Regions from separate parts of the Mus musculus genome. Here region 2 is linked to region 1. Evidence: chromatin contacts called from public Hi-C data. All regions are on one chromosome and are shown on one strand. The core of a region is the stretch at or near the end of the contact, and the rest is flanking DNA. Distances in the headings are between cores, read along the strand shown. Region 1 has its middle 54 kb from the start of Eda2r. Region 2 has its middle 230 kb from the start of Ar.

Region 1 (2,510 bases), core at 8-2,507:
TGCAACCCTATAGGTGGAACAACAATATAAACTAACCAGTACCCCCAGAGCTCGTGTCTCTAGCTGCATATGTAGCAGAAGATGGCCTAGTCGGCCATCACTGGGAAGAGAGGCCCCTTGGTCTTGCAAACTGTATATGCCCCAGTACAGGGGAATGCCAGGGCGAAGAAGTGGGAGTGGGTGGGTTGGGGAGCAGGGTGGGGGGAGGATATAGGGGACTTTTGGGATAGCATTTGAAATGTAAATGAAGAAAATATCTAATAAAAATTTTAAAAAAGAAATTTTAGCTCTAAAAAAAAAGAGAATTCTCAGTATTTACAAAGCACATGGTAATGAAGTTTTCTTCCGTAAATATACTGGATTCTTCTAAGATATATTTTGCTTCTTGTAACACATGTTTAAGCTAAGACTGGGTACAGTACCATATGGGATATCATTTTTCAACTGTAAAATGAAATCCAGAATCAGAATTTGGGCTTAAATCATCAATATAAGGATTTTATAGCAGTCAATTATGGTAAGGGTTTTTTGTACTTTTTAAAAAAATTTCTAGTGTCTCATTTTGTCATTAACTTGACTGCATGATCTTGTTCAAGTAATTTAGTCTGTCTATCTCATATTCCTTTAAGTGCAAACACGTTTCATACAATTGTATTTAACATCAAAGGAGATAATGGATTTTGAGTCTTTATATCAGCATGATGTATTAAAATGTTGCCAAGGCTTACTGAACTCTTGGGGAAGCCTAGACTCATTTCCATCAGCTATTTCATTAATGCTGCTAGTAAGCCCATTTTATGGATGAGGCAGGTGTGTCAGAGACAAGCTGGGAACATTGCCTGGGATTTCAAGCTAGGAACAAGCCTAGTAAATATTACAAAGAGAGTTTGGCTCTAGAATTCTGAAAAGCAATTACAGTGTCCTATCAATGGCCCAGGGTTCTGTCTTCTAATGCAAGCACTTACCAAACAAATGCTTTGTGAAAATCTAATGAAAGGTAAAGACATTCCCTTCCCAAAAGTGCACAAATTTACATGTGTATGTGTTTATATACTGTTCTCTACACCACTGCCTAAAATCTTTGTAGTGTAGGTTATTCTGGAAACTCTGAAGAAAATAATAATAAAAGAAATAGCTCCAAAGATTAATTCCATCATTGAAAACTTGGAACACAGCCTTAAACTCTAATAAAGCAGTCCAGTTCTAGAAATTTCAGAGAAGCTGAGGCCCTCTTGTTACCCTCTATCTCCACCTGCTGGACTGCTGCTCTGTAATGACAACAGCTTTATTCTTAATGTTTACGGACATCTACTTGTCCAAAAACATGAGCTTATACTCTCCTGCGGGCTGCCAACCCAAACCAGAGGTTAAGGTCTTTGCCAATCCCCTCAATGCTGTTACTAGCAACCCTGTTATGTCTGTGGTGCAGGGTCCTTGCCACTTTAGCTTTGAATCCGAAACTGCGTCACAAGAATTTAGGAAAATAGACATAAGAATTCAGCAGAGGGCGCTGGAGTACACATTTCTCTGAGGTCCTAACCATATACTGTCAGACGTTGTGTTTTCTTCATATACAGTATATATTTCTGTAATATGCACTTCCTCAAGTTATTCATTTTACTATTAATTTTTGGGTGGATTTCAAAATCGTAAAATGGGGAGGGGCAAAAACAGAGCCCTTTGTGGCCCAGCTTAAGATATTTTCTTCTAATTCTAAGGTGTCATGCTCTTCTCTGTACTCTTTTCGATTACTTTCCAATTTAAAAACCTCAAGTTGTTATCAAAAACCTGACCATAAATCTAATCAAATTTTTGTCAGATATGAAGCATAGTCACAGTTTTATTTGTCATTTGACAGCCTTAAAGACCCCCTTGCCCATGTGAAACAAGTCAGATCATCTGTTTTACACTAATTGTTTGCACAGTCTGTTCTCTTCCTTAATGTGCTATATTCCTGCACTCTTCTAAGTAGCACACAACTCAGATAGCATGGCTCCTAGCACTAATCTAGAAGGGGTAAGATTTTAAACATTGTAACAAGCCAGGCAGTGGTGGCCCACGCCTTTAATTCTAGCATTTAGGAGGCAGAGCCAGGTGGATTTCTGAGTTCAAGGCCAGCGTGGTCTAGAGAGTGAGTTCTAGGACAGCCAGGGCTATACAGAGAAATCCTGTCTCCAAAAAACAAACAAACAAAACAAAACAAAACAAAAAAGTAACAACATTGTCAACTTTTGTTATTGATGATGTATTTGTTGTCTTTTCCCTCAGTATCTGCTATGCACTCAGAGAAAAGAAAACATGTTCAAATCTCCAGTTTCTGTAGTGCTACATGCCATTTTGTATGTACTCAGCAAATTTCTCTTATGATGTTAGAGATTGAGCCTATTGCCTTGCACATGCTCAACAAATAAATGCTCTTCCACTGAGATATTCCCACCAATTACAACTGCTTAGTTTGAGAAATACTCTCCAAGTTTCGTGGACTGATTTTGAGTTCTCTATTGCAGCCT
Region 2 (2,510 bases), core at 7-2,506, 950 kb after region 1:
TCTGAAAGCCAATATTCTGCTAGCAGCCTTCAGATGAAGATGTAGAACTCTCAGCTCCTCCTTCACCATGCTTATCTGAATGTTGCCAATGATCCTGCCTTAATGATAATTAAGGCTGAAGCTCTGAAACTGTAAGCCAGCCCCAATTAAATGTTGTCCTTTATAAGAATTGTCTTGGTCATGGTTTCTGTTCACAGCAATAAAACCCTAGCTAAGACATACAGCCAATGTGGTAGAAAAAATAGTATTCATATAATAGTGGGTATAGCTATAGTTCCATACATTCTATGGGACATTGCTTCCTTTGGAAGGACATAGAGCTTCATTTGTATAGTCAAGGAATTGGATGTATGCATTTTCTAAGATTCTTCTCTTTCTGGCATTCTATTGGCCACTAATCTAATAACAAAATTGGGATAGTTAGAAAATACTGTAATATTCTCTAATTATTTTTTACTATAATAATTATTATTCTAATTCTGTCATAGCCCAGCATTGAGTATGACCAAGGCCCATTTTTATAAGCCCAAATAAGAGAGGAGTTATGAAGATTGTGCCCAATTAACAGTTAAACTTTGTTGTGGCATATGGAGGTAGATTCCAAGGAAACTTAGTGATCACAGTGAAAAAAAGAAGTAAGCAGATACAATCATAGGGAAAGCACTCTAAGAACTTCTCCAAAACATCCAACCCATCTTACTATCTACATAAACACAGGCACCTACACACACACACACACACACACACACACACACACACACATATATGCACACTCACATGCACACACATAAGTACACACATGCACACACAAAGAGAGACAAAAACAGAGAGGAGGGAAAGAAGGGGGCGAGGAGAGCGAGCCTCTGGAAGACACTATATCCAGCTCCAGCTTACCTCTGACATAACCCTGGGTCCTTACTCTCCAGTTTGAACGCAAACATTTTAAGAATTATGTTTTGTAGTGTAGCATGTCTACTTGATTTTTAGTCCAGCTCTACTCCTGAATAACTGACCTTGGGCACGTCTCTCCCTTCTTAGGGCCTCATCTGTGACTTAAAGTATTGGGTTCTTCTTAACCTTTTGTGGCATCTCAGACTTCTGAGACTCTGATGAAATCTTTGGATGCAGACACCACAATTCAGCATATAATTTTAGGGCAGTCACGGGCCAGTAAACTAAAGATTTCTGCTTGTTGTGCTAAGGATTCTTTCAGCTCTGAGTCTACGGTTCTGCGATCTGGGCATAAGGCCAAGGCCCGCCTGCCCCTTCCGGAGGAAGAGGAGTTGGAATCCACCTTCCAAATATATCCCTTGGCCTGTGCTCCCAGCTACTTTTGGCTTTAATCCATGTCTCTGAGACCATGAGGAGTTCTTGCTACCCCACAAAGCCTGAAACTGAGCAATGAAAACAAAAACAAGGCATTACAGTTTACTTTAAAACCCAGTGCCTGTGAGGTTCCTTTCTACTGCCTCTCGTGCCCAGACTAAAATTAAAGACAGTGGCAGGTGGGCCTCTGATCCAGGCAATAAATGATTCCAGGAGGACTGGCTTGAATTGCTGGCTGGCAAGGCTTGTCTAGACCGTACTGTCCTCTGGTGGCTGTAAGCATATATAGGAACTTAGTTATAGACCATTGGGTTTAATAGAATTATAAGAACAAGGATGAGCTGATTAACACATCCAAGGGAAGTCCCTTAAGGGGAATGGATTTTTTGCTGGAGCTACTACTATAAGGAAAGCTCAGAATGTGGGATGTGGGAAGCAAAGAGGATTGACAGCATTATCAGCATTTTCTGAGATTATACTGAGCAAACTCTAAGGTTTCTTCTTGGAGGCATTATTACTGATTCTAATGAGGTTCATGTCTCCTCTTTTGCAGATTCCTATTATTCTTTACCTATAACCTTGGAAGAGAACACCATATATGGGAATTACTGAAATATTAACCATTATGACAGTGGCATTTTACAGTGACTATCAAGACCTCTTGGTACATTTTCTTTAAAAAGGCCTCTTTCTTCAGTGCCTAAGACAAACCCATATCTTGTTTTGTTTTCATTCCTACATATTGAACTGCCTCCTGAGCACCAAATACCTAGGCAACTCAGTTTTTTTCCCCACATTTAATGTAACCTAACTTAGCAGTTTCCCTTCATAACCTATTTGCATCATCTTGAAGCCCTTAAGACTCAAATGGCAGCAACTTAAATAAAATTAACTAACTTGTGATTTTTAAAAATCCTTCTCTTTCACAAATATTCTGAAGATGGTACATTCTGGTGTTGCTCGAATCAGTGACTCAATAGATAGCAAGGATTGAAGTTAAATCTCATTAGCATGCCAACAGGTGAGTACAAGGGTGCCAAGCATCAAATGTTCATACCACGATACTCAAAGCCTGACAGAGAAATTGTTGCTTTTCATCCTATTTTTAGGTAAAGTGAAATCTCAGAAGCTCTTCAAAGGACTTTCTCTCATAATTCATGAGTAAGAATTGTGCCATAGTATTT

The links. Hi-C and Micro-C count contacts between places; a contact is called where the count stands out from the background.
Region 2: a contact with region 1 is called in a Hi-C map of uterus, with 3 times the contacts expected there. The contact joins two enhancer-like sites. A contact is called at or near these places in 2 of 484 Hi-C or Micro-C datasets (cardiomyocytes and uterus).

The regions. Positions count from the first base shown.
Region 1 is chrX:97,430,209-97,432,718 of GRCm38.p6, forward strand. No RefSeq gene overlaps it. Among named protein-coding and RNA genes, the nearest start is that of Eda2r, 54 kb to the left of the region's middle. Within about 2 kb of position 1,258, at least 60 of the 459 cell types and tissues checked have an H3K27ac peak or open chromatin away from gene starts, as enhancers often do. A contact at or near this core is called in uterus, where this site is marked.
Region 2 is chrX:98,379,140-98,381,649 of GRCm38.p6, forward strand. No RefSeq gene overlaps it. Among named protein-coding and RNA genes, the nearest start is that of Ar, 230 kb to the left of the region's middle. Within about 2 kb of position 1,257, at least 27 of the 459 cell types and tissues checked have an H3K27ac peak or open chromatin away from gene starts, as enhancers often do. A contact at or near this core is called in uterus, where this site is marked.